Linked DNA regions of Anas platyrhynchos: region 2 is linked to region 1. Evidence: chromatin contacts called from public Hi-C data. All regions are on one chromosome and are shown on one strand. The core of a region is the stretch at or near the end of the contact, and the rest is flanking DNA. Distances in the headings are between cores, read along the strand shown.

Evidence for each region. Hi-C and Micro-C count contacts between places; a contact is called where the count stands out from the background.
Region 2: a Hi-C map of skeletal muscle shows a contact between it and region 1, with 1.8 times the contacts expected there. The contact joins the promoter of SAP30BP here to the promoter of MRPL38 in region 1. A contact is called at or near these places in 2 of 8 Hi-C or Micro-C datasets (skeletal muscle and subcutaneous adipose tissue).

What each region holds. Positions count from the first base shown.
Region 1 is chr19:8,765,010-8,771,139 of IASCAAS_PekinDuck_T2T, forward strand. MRPL38 (mitochondrial ribosomal protein L38) reads left to right here and starts at 2,795. Exons shown (of 9, transcript XM_027471375.3): 1 at 2,795-2,954; 2 at 3,179-3,358; 3 at 3,904-4,032; 4 at 4,107-4,315; 5 at 4,648-4,720; 6 at 5,329-5,374; 7 at 5,697-5,855. The coding sequence starts at 2,897. FBF1 (Fas binding factor 1) reads left to right here. Exons shown (of 28, transcript XM_072025786.1): 23 at 26-211; 24 at 947-1,123; 25 at 1,283-1,420; 26 at 1,520-1,652; 27 at 1,993-2,099; 28 at 2,404-2,579. The coding sequence ends at 2,487.
Region 2 is chr19:8,942,967-8,950,029 of IASCAAS_PekinDuck_T2T, forward strand. SAP30BP (SAP30 binding protein) reads right to left here and starts at 4,363. Exons shown (of 10, transcript XM_027471308.3): 1 at 4,206-4,363; 2 at 3,929-4,038. The coding sequence starts at 4,314. LOC139999066 (ATP-dependent DNA helicase Q5-like) reads left to right here and starts at 4,367. Exons shown (of 9, transcript XM_072025644.1): 1 at 4,367-4,461; 2 at 4,908-5,046; 3 at 6,148-6,269. The coding sequence starts at 4,920.

The DNA of each region.
Region 1 (6,130 bases), core at 1,545-4,044:
CTCTGCCTCTTCCGATGCTCTCCAGAGCGCTTTGCTGGAGGAGCAGAAGTCGGTGATGCAAAAGTGCTCAGAGGAGCGCCGGAAGCTGGCAGTGGAGTGGGCCGAATTCCACACCCAGCAGCAGCTGAGCAAGGAGCGGATGGAGCGCGATATAGACCGAGCCCTGCAGATGGACTCGCAGAGAGAGGGCACCATCATGAGCCTGGCCAAGGTACGGCCCCAGAGCCCCTTCCCGTGGCACCCAGCGCTGCCTGGCAGGCAGCTGGGCTCCCCCACGGGGTCACGGGGGAAGGTTCAGAGCTTGCTTCTCGTGTTTAGGATGGAGGGGATGGAGGCATCCCACTGGGTCTGGTGGTGAGAATCGGGCTCTTCCAGGGGCAGCTCTTGCCAGCTGGTTGTAGGTGTCAATGCAGATTGACATCTGTCCCATCTGCCTCTCCCCTTTGCCTGGGAGGAGTTTGGGGCAGCCAGACAAGTCGGGTGAGAGGAGGCAGCTGTGATGGGTTAAGCCAAGCCTCACCGTGCCATGCGGATGCGTCCAGAGCCAGTTCTGCTCCCTCCTGGGGCTGTTGAGAGGGGATGTGCAGGGTGTGCCAGAGCTGTGTTTCTAATGGCTACCCCTGCGGTGGTAAATAACCGTGGAGCTGGATAATTCTCCCGCTGACAAACTGACATGCCTTGAGCGTGTTTTAGGGTGTGCAACATGGTGAGGGGCTTCTTCCTTTCCAGGGAAGGAGTGTGTGTGTGTGTACACAATCCCAGCTCTGCCAGTTCTTGGTCCCCACGGGTGGATGGATGAGGGCACTGCTTGGTGGTGCTCTGCACCCCAGGCCTGGTGCACACAAGTTGTTCAGCAGGGGCAGATCTCTCCCGTCATTCAGAAAGACAGGGGACAGTGTCCAGGACAGGTCTGGTAACACATCGGTTGCCCCCACGCCCATCCCAGGAGCAGGCAGAGCTGAAGATGCGGGGCCGTGAGCTGAAGGCCAGGGAGGAGCAGCTGACGAGGGACAGGGAGCTGCTGGATGAGGCCTGGCACGAGCTGAGGCTGGAGAAGGAGAAGGTGAAAGGGGCTGCGCTGCGCATCCGGCAGCGGGAGGAGGAGATCAAAAGCATGAACAAGGTCAGTGGAGTCCCCGAGCTGCTTTCACAGCACACAGGCTGGCAGCAAAGCCAGGGCATCACACCTCTCCTGAGGCCGTGCATCCTACTCCTGTCCTGGGAGGGGAATGAGGGAATGCCCAAAGCAAGGAGCCCTGTCCCCATCCTCTGTTCCTTGCAGCTCTCATCCCAGAAGTACGAGGAAGGGGAGCAAGCCCTGCGGGAGGCGTGCAGGCTGGAATCCGAGCACCAGACCCGGCTGCAGCTCATGCAGCAGCACCTGGAGCAGCTGAAGCAGCAGGAACAGCAGCTGCAGCAGGTAACTCCTCATCACCTTCCCTTCTCCGACTGGGGCTGCCATCCCCAGGGCCTGAACCTTGCCACCGATCTCTCTCCTTTTCTCCTGGGGCTGGGGCAGGAGCGGCTGAGCATGGCTCACCAGAGGAGGCAGCTCGAGCAGCTGCGCGAGGAGCTGCCCAGCAACCCCACGCTGCTGCTGCCCACAGACCAGAACCTCGGTGCCCCCACCAAGGGCCTCTCCGGCGTGCTGAGTAAGGCTGACGGGAGGGGTGGCTGCGCTTTTATTTCACATCTTGGGAGTCTTGGGGTACTCCTGGGGGCTGTTTAGCTCCCCTTCATGTGAACATCGGATCAGGTTTGGTGTTGCACCCCCAGATCCTCTTAAGGAGCTCAGTTGAGCTCTGTGAGCCAGGGCAATGCCAAGAGGGAGCAGAAGGGGTCGGGAAGGGAGAGGCGGGCGGGCTAAAGCCCATTTGTGCTCAGAGATTGAGGACGACTCCACTACGGGGACATTCAGGCAGCAAAAAAGGGATGCTTCATTGCTTCCATTTGTCTTTCCCTAATGGCAACGGGGCTGCACCCTCGTTGCAGGCTTTCCACCTCCTGCTCGGACATTCCCTGGGCACAGGAGCGCAGGCACGGCCGGCCCCGCAGAGCTCTACGCCAAACTGCTGCTGCTGAAGCACAGGGCCCAGCAGGTGAGTGGGCTGGAAGGGGCTTCAAGCCAGCTGGCAGGGAGCAGGGCTGGGTGACACCACAGGACGGGTGGCTCTAAAATCATCGCTGGGCTGGGCTGGGGGGGCTCATAGAACCATGGGCACCCAGAGGAGCGATCCCAGAAGTGCTTGCTTCTTGTTTCGCGTTCCTCCATTGCACCCTGGGCTCGGCGGTGTTTCTCCCTTCACCCCATCCCTGCCGGCTCTCCCACGCTGTGGTTTTGTGATGTCCTCCCCCTCCTGCCAGCCCCCTGCCCGCTCCTGAGCCTTGCCCCTCTCTCCTCAGGACCGAGATTTCCTGGAGGATGAGCATTTCTTCCTGCAGACCCTGACGAAAGCACCCTACAACACGTCGCCTCTGTCAGCCTGAGGAGCTGGCTGCGTCCCCTCAGCACGCTGCTGAGGGCAGATTGGGGGGGGGGGGGCAGAGAACAAACAATAAATAACACCCGTTTGGGGACATTAACGCTGAATTTAATAACAAATTGTTTATGAGCAGAGCCTGAAGCCCTTTCCCACAGCGGGGTGGAGGTCTCCAGCCCTCAGGATTTTTACTTTTTTGGCTAACGTGAGCTGGGGGAGGGAGGGGGCGATCTGTGGGGCTGGAACCCGGGGGGGGACACCCTAATGCTGAGGGGATGCAGAACATTTTGGGTCAGGCGCTGCGCAGGGCAGCCTCGTTGCCATGGCAACAGCGGGGGCCTCCGACGCAGGGCCCCGCGCGGCGCAGCCGTGGTTGCCATGGCAACGGGGCCCTTCCGGTGAGGGCGGCGCGCATCATGGCGGCGCCCTTGCTGAGCGCGGCCCTGCGGGGAGCCCGGGCCTTCGGCACCGCCGGTGAGACGGGGACGGGGACGGGGCTGGGGGCGGCCTCGGGGCCCGGGGTCCCCGGGGGGGAACCGTGGGGAGGCCCAGGGGAAGCAGGTCCGGGAGGTGGGGGGGGGGGGCAGCGTGCGGCCTGCTCCGACCCCGGGGCCTCCCTGCGGCCCCTCGGGCCTCCTGCAGCCCTCCCCCTTCAGCCCTTCTTCCCCTTCTTCTCCTGAAGCTCTCCCCTTTTCCAGCCGCTCTCTGCAGGCGGGCGGCCCCCCTGGGCCCGATGCCGAACGAGGAGATCGATGTCAGCAAATTGGAGGCGCTGGAGAAATACCGCAGCTTCACCCGGTACTTCAGGCAGGCCGAGCAGGAGGGCAGGAAGGCCCGGTGGTGGAAGACGTACCGGCAGTACGCCAGCCCCAAGCCAGGTACTCGCAGAAGGGCTCTGAGGCTTTGTGGCTGAAGGTCGGGGGTGCTGCCTGTTGTTGGGGCTGTGAGTTGGCCCCAAACCCTGGTCTGTAATGACGTGATGAAATGGGTTGGTACGAGGCTGGCCCTTTTGCAGAGCGTGGATATTTTCAGGGAGACAGATCTCCATTTTCTAGAAGGAGAGAGGCTGGACAGAACCTGCCAAAACATGCAGGATAGAGAAGGGATTTCCTGAAACCTCTACAGTATCCAAGAAATAAGACCAGGAAACAGCCTTTAAACCATATGCAGCAAGTAATGTAGTTGGGTTGGTCTGCTGAGGACCCCAGACCTGCTCACCAGGTGGCAAACTCCCAGATCTGGGCGTGCAAGGAGCTGGGCAGGAGGAAAAAGCAGAAGGGAAGACAGAGAGGTGGCGGAATCAAGTGACTGATGGCTGCAGTTTTGTGTCTCTTTCTTCTACTTTCTAAGCACATTGCAGGGCGCTTTTGGGGGCGGGTGTTCGGATTTTATACATAAATGATTTTTTCACCCCCCTTTAAAGAACCAAAGACTGACATCAGCCTGCCGCGTGGGAAGCTGTTGAAAGTGAAGGAACATGAGGAAAGAAAAAAGATCCTGAAGCAGAACCACCAAAACGCCGAGATGGAAAGAGCAGCACGGCTCCGGACTGGTCTGTGCCCCGCTGCTCCCTGCCCCGGCTGCTCCCTCTCCCAGCAGCTCCTGCAGTTTTCTCTCTCCCCACAGCACTTATCCCCCTCGATGAGGTCAGAGCAGAGTGGGAGAAGACCAGCGGCCCGTTCCACAAGCAGCGCCTGGCAGAGTATTATGGGATATTCCGCGACTTGTTCCAGAAGGGCACCTTCACCCCCTGGGTTAGCCTGAGAGTGGAGTACAGCCAGGAGGACGAGCACCTCGTGCCGGTGTACTACGGGAACATGGTGACTCCAACAGAGGTGTGTGAGCAACCCTGGCCCCGTGGGGAGCCTGTTTCTTTCTGCCAGGTGCTGCTGGTTGGTGTTGTCCATTCTGAGGGGTTCTTTTATGAGGGTATTTCTTCTGGGGTGAAGGAAATAAGGTTTTTGGGTGGGATAAGGACAGAAGTGTGCGATGAGATCAGTCTATGGGCAGGCTGACGGCTCTTAACACTCCTGGAGCTCTCCAGATGGAGCTGGGTTACTCTGACATGACCGTGCCCATAACAAATTCACGTTCTCTGGGTTAGAAATCGTGACCTGATCTTAATGGAACCTGCTGCTCAAATGATTTCCATTGTCTTTACGTTTAGGCTTTCAATCCCCCTGAAGTGTCATACGAGGCAGATAAAGGCTCCCTCTGGACTTTGTTGCTCACAAATCCAGGTGAGTGCAAGGCTCTTAGAAATGTGTTTAAATTGGGTGGTAGCACTCTGCTTTTGCTTAGCTCCTGTTTCTTTTGGCTGCGCAGTCAGAGGTGATGTGACAGCTGCTAAGCAGGGGCTGTCCCCTAAGCTCCAGGTGCAGAAAACCACTTCAAAGACTGGAAAGGAATTAGAATTTCCTTACTTTGAGGGACTACACTCTCAAAGAAACCACATGAGTTTCGTTTTCTGAGTATTTCTGTGCCCATCTGTCAAATGTGAGACAAGAAATGGATGTTTGCAGAACATTGCCTGCGCAGGAGGGTTTGTAGCCTCCCCACATCTAGCAGGTGAGAGATGGGACAGTGATGCAGCAGGACTTTTGTCATGGTATGGAGCAGGCAGATCCCTGACTCCACTCATTTCTTTACCCCCAAACTCTCCTCTTCCTTGGCAGCCTGGTGAGGGAGGTAGGTTAGCTGGCACGGGGAAACCAGGGCACAGTGAAGTGAAGCAACCAACCCAGCGTCATCCAAGGTGTCTTTTTTTGTGAGGATCCGGGCGTTCTCACTTTGGGGTTGATGCAGACATGGAGTTGTCACTGAGGTGTCTGTGTGTGTGTGTTTGCAGATGGACACCTAAGAGAGACTGACGCGGAGTACCTCCACTGGCTGGTGTGAGTATAGACAGCAGAGCCGCTCCTTGCAGTTTGGGATAGTTTTTGTGGTCCTTGACTTTCCCTGATGCTCCTGCCGTTAGCTTCTGTAACCCTCTGTTCTGGGTCCTGCTGAAAATGCAGTAGTTGCAGATGTTGCTGCTGCTCAGCATTGAAATCACTGGGTCTGATTTTTCTTCCAGTGAAATCAGCCCCTGCTGTCTGTTCACTTGTCGAAACACCAGTGTGGAGCTGAGGGTGACCTGTAATCCTGGATGAAACTGCGGGTCATAAAGGAGGGGAATGGCTGGGTATTTAATGAAATAAATGTGTTTGTGTCCAGGACAAACATCCCAGGCAACGACATCAAGGCGGGCAAGGAGATCTGCCACTACTTGCCCCCCTTCCCCGCCATGGGAACTGGCTACCATCGCTTTGTCTTCCTCCTCTTCAAGCAAGAACGCCCCATAGATTTCAGCGAGGACGTTCGGCCGACGCCGTGGTAATTTGGGCTTCCACTGGGCAGTTTCTCTCTTTCTTTGGCTGAGCTGTTATCGCTTGTTATGACCTCGTGCTTAGTGCTGCTGTAGCAGAGCAATTCCTTCCAGCCTGTGGGGTTGTTCCGAGCTGCTTTCACTCTGTGTGTCACCTGAAGCCCCAATCTCAGCCCTGCAAGCACCATGGGGTCCTGTTGCTTTAATCCAGGCTGTTAAGAAAGCAGCTTGCCCTGCCTAGGGCAGAGGTTTATGCAGAGCTGGAGAAGCTCGGAGATTTTCC
Region 2 (7,063 bases), core at 3,113-5,612, 180 kb after region 1:
CAGAAACTGGAAGAGGGTGCTGCTACAAATCTCATTTAAGCAGGATAGCTAAACACATCCATTTGCCTTCTCATGGTTCCATGAAAGCCCTAAGTTAATTCACATGCTCTGCAGAGTTTCAGCTTGCTATATGGCCCTCTGGATTCCTAAGCAGAACTCGGAGATTGTCTGCATCCTTCAGGAAGCTACTGGATAAAATAAAGGCCTTTTCAACTGTCATTCATTCTGTATCCCACACAACTGCTTATATTATACTGGGGACTGATCTGATAGAGAAAATTGTGCACACTTCACTGTCAATTTTCAAGTGGATTTGGTACATTGTCTTTCTCCATGTTTTTTGCCTGACGCGTTCTTACATGCTGCTAAACACATTGTTCAGCAGAAACAGGATGTAACCTCACAATAAAGATTATTTCAACTATTTATGATAATTATCTGGGGATCTCACCACATTTACCACTTTGTTAAAAATTAAAAAAAAAAGTCTTTAGAAAACAGTTTTGTTTGGAAGGAGAGAGGAGACACCTGAGTTGATTCTGACATGACCTCTAGGAGCATAAGATCACTTAAGTTGTTCTAACCAAATGAAGTCTTTCAGCTGATGCTGGTCAGACATAAGAGAATTCTGTAGTGAATGCTACGTCTCCTGGATCACTGCAAAATATAAAAGATGCTGTCAGAAAACCCACCTTAGATTTAATTCACAAGAAGACTAAGTTCATGAACACAGATCTTGATCGTTATTCAGTCCATAGCCTAACTGGCTAACTACCTTTGGCATTAGCCAGAACTAAAGTCAGAAATCACATTACAGCTACAAAAAGGAACATATGAAACTAGCTACAGAAGACCAGAAATGAACACCAAAGCCATGCTGTTAAGACTTATTCCTCTTGTACTGAACTTTCCCTCCCCCACCGTACCACACTTCCAAATACCTTTAGGTCACCAGCCTCAGGTTTTTCAGTCTCTGAATCGTCATCTTCCTACAAGACAAGAATTTACAGGATTAAGCTTAAAGAGCAGGCTTGGCAAGTAACTGCACTTACAGCAAAGGGCTTGTGTTTGGCAGCCCAGCAGTAGTCCAAGACCCTTTGAATGGAAGTTAGTTTTGCCCCACCCACTCAGGACCAGAAAACAAGCCCTACAGTCACAAAAAGAAGTGGAGTTGCATGGTTTTTTGTTTTGTTTCCCTTTTAAGGCAAAAGCATCACTCAGTAGAAGACGCCCTCTGCAAAACTCATGCAGCTCCCGAGTGTGCAGAGCTAGACCATAAGCAGCAACAAAACTGCAGAAAAAAAAGCATTCATCATCTGATAATTCTTTTCCCAGTTGGTGGGCAGGGGCTTTGCACTTGCTCCTGTTTAGCAGTACTCGCAGAAAGCAGCATTTGCAAGGCCTATTTTACTCTCCCAAGCACACATCAGCAACACAAACAGGACACACGGCGTGCCTGCCATACAACCAAGCATGCAGGCTTGGTGAGGGGCTGCCCTAGCACCAAATTCAAAGTCCCAGCGATGCCAGGTGACACTGCATCTTTCCTTGCTTGTGTGGTGCTCTCGTGGCCTCACTTGCAGGTGACATAAACCTCCACAGAAGGGAACTAACTTCAGTTTTCTAACTAACTTTAGTTTTAGGTAACAGTTCACATTCAGTTTTCATTTCTACCCAGGAACAAAGAAAAAAGGGCAAGTTTTTCCCGAGAGCTTAAATTACTGAACTCAGCCTTAAGAAAAATTTTGTACCACGTGAAAAGTAACCTACAGCTTTGATCCAAAACTGGTAGGTAAACCTACTGTTCCACTGCCCCACGAGCTACGTGATTGGGGATCCTAGAGTTAGGTATGCTTCTCGACACACATACATAGTCTGGGTTCAAAACAAGTTTGAGGAGCAGAAAAGAAAAAGCTTTTCTTGCTCTCACAACTCAGCAGAATGGGTTTTCCTCCAAACTCCACCACCCAGTTTCAACTTTGGCCCCAAAACAAGAACTTGGTGTTTCAGCTTCCAAAAGAAAAACAAAAAAAAAGAAGTGAGGTGATTACATGCAACTGAAAGGAAGGGCTTCCAATGAAGTGCCCACCTCTGGGTATTAGCACACAAACAGGTTCTGGCAAGGCAAGCTATAGAATGATCACACAATGTCAGTAAGTTTTAATTGCCTGAATTAACATGCATATCCCATGGAAGTGACACACCAAACCTCTTCACTTCAGCTACTTTCCAGTGTACCTTCCTAAAACACGCACGTGTGCCCATAATTCAGTCTTAACAGGCAAAGTTTAATAACAGTAAGCGTACAGCTAAAGGAACAACCACAGTACCAGATTACTTGGTACTTGATCAGATGTTTTCCTCCCACCCATGCTCCCACTTATAGTAAAAAGCAATTTTCAATGAAAGAACAACAGATTGAATCATTCATGATATAGACACTTAACGGAAACAGCCCCCAAAACTTTCTAACCTACTAGAGGACATCTCTGAAACAACAGCAATGACAACAAAAAATCATTACTGAAACTGCCCTTGAAAAAAGGGACTTTTTAGTCACAGTTAATGTAGACAATATAAGCACAGAGCTGTTTGGATAAGAACCCAGGCCAGCCTGAAAACAATTGGCACCGCTTTGCAAAAACAGCTCATAACCAAGAAGTACCAGCGCTAGGATCTATTAAGGAAGCTCACAATTCTGGTCCAAGAATATAGAAAAAATGCATGTTACTGGCCTGCAATGAGACTAGAGAGAACACACCCTTTGTAACCTGCTGTACAGTAACTGAAAATAAGAGCAAGATCCGCTGGCTAAACACCGGAGTGCCTAAACCAATTATTGGTATTTGTACAGCACCTTGAACCTCCCAGATGTTAGGTGACTGCAACTTACACTGAAAATTGTGTGTGTAGTAAAAGCTACCCCATTTACACAAGTAGCTGTCAACAAACACCTGGATCACAACTACCACCTTCTATAGAAGAAGGATCTTATTGAAAGAGTCCCCAGGTTTTGGATATAAACAGGAGAATGACTAAAGTGATAGTAAAGCTTCATTACTTGGCTTAGCCAGACAGTGACCCTGAATGCTCTTGCTTGCACCTTTTCCAGCTAGCAACAGAACCAAAAAAAAAAAAAAAAAAAATAGACAAGTTTCTTGTCTGCTACTTGGGGAAGCAAATAGCAGGAGCAGTGAATGTCTTGTATGAGAATGAATGCGGATAAAATAGATTTCATTAAGAAAAAGCTGTAGTACCACTATTTCCTTCCTGTACTAAGTAGCCAAAAAACTTGAGCAGGGCCAACACATCAACATGGAGGTAAGCAAAAGGTTGATGAGAAAGAAGAGAACCTCCCCGCACTTTCACAAGCCTTACTGCTTTGCTCCTCCAGACACGGAAACGTTTATCCTTTTGTGCGTTATAGCTGCACTCCGAAGCAGCGAGCCACGTGCCCTGCCTGACCATGCACTAAGTACCTCGGTATTCAGGTGGAGTTATACACATGCCATGCACCTGTGACAAACAGAAGCCACTCAAGCCTAGACAAAACGCCACTACATCAAGTTAACCAGATGTAGGAAGTTGAGTTAGACATGAAAGAATAATTTAGGACATCGCAGAACTGTGCTCTTTGGGGTTATCCAGCTGCCCATGCACCAGCGCGTTTCTCTGGCAGCATTTCCAGGTGCGCTCACTCCGAAGGAAGAGCTGCGTGTCCCCTGCCAGCCTTCCACGGAAGAGTCAGAGAGCATCGACGGGTTAGTAACGAGCACAAGACCTGCACCCAAAGATGCTGGGTGCTGAGGAGAGGGCATTGCCTTGGGGGCAGAGTGGAAGGAAACGCTGGGAAGGTGCTGGAGGCCGCGGGGGAGGCCTGTGGCCGGCGTGTGGCCGGGGGAGCGCTGAGGGGCCGGGGGGTACTTACTGACTGCCTGCTGGCCTCCTCGTCCTCCTCCTCGTAGCCCTCCTCATCGCCGTCCAGCCGCGTGAAGTCGTCCTCGCCGTACCCGACGGACACGAGCCCGCCTTTTTCTCCTGAGAGGGGGGGCGGAAAGCGAGAAAAAAAGGCAAAATAAATAATAATAATAAAAAAAAAAAAAAACAACCCGTGAGGAAAGCGAGCTAGCAACGAGGGACCCCCATACACCCACACACACACCCGGGGCCCCCCCTCAGCCCCTCAGCTCCCCTCCCGCCCTCACCCGCGGGCCCCTCGCCGCCCGCCGGCCCGGCCTCGCTGTCGGACTCCGGGTCCGAGTCCTCGGCGTACACGGCCAGCGAGGACAGGACGCTGCGCTTCGCCGCCGCCATCTTCCGCCCGGCCCCGCCGCCGCTTCCGGCGCGCGCCTCTGACGTCAAGGGGGCGGCGGGGTCGCCATAGCAACACCCCCCCCCCCCGCGCGCGGCCGGAACCGAAAATAAAGCGGGGAGCGAGGACGCCCGAAAGCCCTCAGGGGGGTGAGGAGGAGGAGCGGGGGTGCGCTGGGGGGGGGGGGTTGGGGTTTTTTTGTTTGTTTGTTTTTTTGGGGTGGGATTTGTTTTTTTTAATGGGGGCGCTGGCCCTTTAAGAGCGGCTTGTGACGTCATCGCGCGGCGCCGCGGGCAGCGCCTGGCGGACCCGGAGCGGGTGGGGGGGGGGGTCCTGAGGGGGGGCTCTGAGGGGGGGGGGGGGGCGCTTTGAGAGGCGCCTTGGAGCCCCCTCAGCCGGGGGGGGGGGCGCGGTTGTCCCGTCAGGAGCGAGCCCCAGAGCCCTGAAGGTGCGGGGCAGCCGCCTTGGGGGGGGGGTGAGGGGGGGTAAAATAATAATAAAAGCGAGGGGAAAGGGGCTGGGGGCTCGCCTCAGGGCCGGGGGGTCTCTCCTGAGGGTCAGCGGGGCGCTCACTGCCGCTTCCTGCCGCCCGCAGCCCCCCCCCGCCATGAGCAGCAGCAGCGCGGCCCCCCCCGGGCCGGAGGGCAGAGCCCGGCAGGCGCTGAGGAAGGTGTTCGGCTTCCAGGCCTTCAGGACGGCCCTGCAGGAGAGCGCGACCATGGCAGTGGTGAGAGGTGAGCGGGGGGCCCGGCCCTCCGGGGGCAGGCCTGCGGCTGAGCTGCAGGGGAAGGTCGCCGGGCAGGGCTCTGTGCGCTACCTGCCCTCCTTGGCGTGGGTTTTGTAAGGACGTGGTTGCAGCAAACACGATGCGGGGAACGCTCAGCTGGCAGTGCTGGGAGCAGCACCACAGGCGTCTGCCAGCTGGTTGTGGTCAGATGGGGTTGAAGCTGTTTGCACTCACGCACTTGTAGGGTAAAGCTTACTGTAGTGGTGTCAGACACAGGTGGTACAAGCAGAAGACCTGGTTCTCTGGTGAGGTTTATATCCGTGAATCATGTGGATGTTACCAGAACCACGCGTTTTTCCTGGTGTTAATGCATCCACCAGCACACCGCTGTGGGTTCGGCAGGCAGCTCACACACACACATGTGCTGCTTACCATCCATTCTCCTCACAGGTCTCATAATGCAGACCAGAACAGCACCAAACCCAGCGTGCAGGACACAGTCACGGTTTTCATTCATCTCCAGCAGCTGTGTTGTTGATAACAGACTGGCCAAAAGCAGTGTTCTGTGAGCAGGGTGGCTCTGCCTGTCAATGCTGTGTGTGTTGGCATCTCCCTGAGGTGAAGTGGGTGCTCCTTAGCATAGCAATAGTTACTAAATAATACTGCCTACGTGGTTGGGATTTGCTTCTTGGGATGAGCTTTCACAGGGTGTGATACAGATCTGCCCTGGGACTGGTGGTTTGGTAACTGGAGGGCTGTACGGGGAATGAAAGCAGCTCATGTAGCAGAGAATTAGCATGACCACGGACCAGTTGTTTAATTCCTCTTTATCTTGGTTTCTGTGTAACTTCTGGTATTTAGGTAAGGCTGTTTCATATCGTTTAAAAAGTGATCAGAGATTATTTGAAGGGAACCACCGCCGGCACACAAAGTATTATGATGCTTTTAGAACCTAAAATGAAGTGTCTTTTGTTGGTATGCCACAAGGTACACGCACAGATACGCCTTTTCTCGCAGATTACAGGCCTTCGTGCCCACCCCTCCAGGCAGAGCCCTGGGAACTCACCACCACTCAGTAGCCTTGAGCTTTGTTCTGTTGTCTTTGCAGGCGAGAAGGATGTCTTTGTATGCATGCCCACAGGGGCAGGGAAATCCTTGTGCTACCAGCTTCCTGCAGTTCTGGCAGTGGGCATCACCATTGTCATTTCACCTCTGATTGCACTGATTCAGGTAACTGTCTCCTGTCAGCTGTGGAACGCAGTCAGTGAAGGGGGTTGGGAGACTCTGGAGGCACGGCTGCCTCTTGCCTTTCTGTCCCCAAAACTGCTGTTAGCCTGCCTCTGGATTCTTGTCTTCATGTCTTCGTGTGTTTTCCTTAGCCTGGTGACGGGTGAAGAGGCTTCAACTTAGCGTGCCTCTGGTCTGATGTTATGCAGCTCTGTTAAAGAAGGTTTTTCTTCTTTGATAATAGCCTAGTGGTTTTTATAACTGATCCTTTCTATATTCTCCAGTTGTCTTTTACCTGTGCTGTACATGTGCTGTACAAAAGCAGCAGAGTACCTCAAATGTAGCAAACTGAGTCTTTATCCACAAAAGAACTCCATTTTACCTATAAAATAATAACTCTGGGAATTATGAAGTTGCCTTTGTAGGCATAAATTGCTCTCCATCAAACTATCTTTTTGTTGTGGTCTTTGTGTCACGGGTAGAAGCTGTTGTAGTAGAGCTCCTCCTTAAACACTTTGATCTGTGTGACCTTTTGCTTATATATTTTGTCTTTTGTACTATTTTCATCACCTCACGCTTCCCTATAATAGCAGCTGTAGCGTTAACGTTGCATGATACCTGGTGGCGTAGGCTGCCGTTTTTGTTTTTCTGCTGTTGTGTTTTTTGCTTTTTGTTTTTTTTTTTTTTTTTGTTCAACTCCTCTGTAGTCTCAGTGTAATACACATCAAGAATTAAAACCAGGCTTGGTGATGCATCTCCAAAAAGTGTTGTAAATAGTGAACTCTTTCCAAATGAGA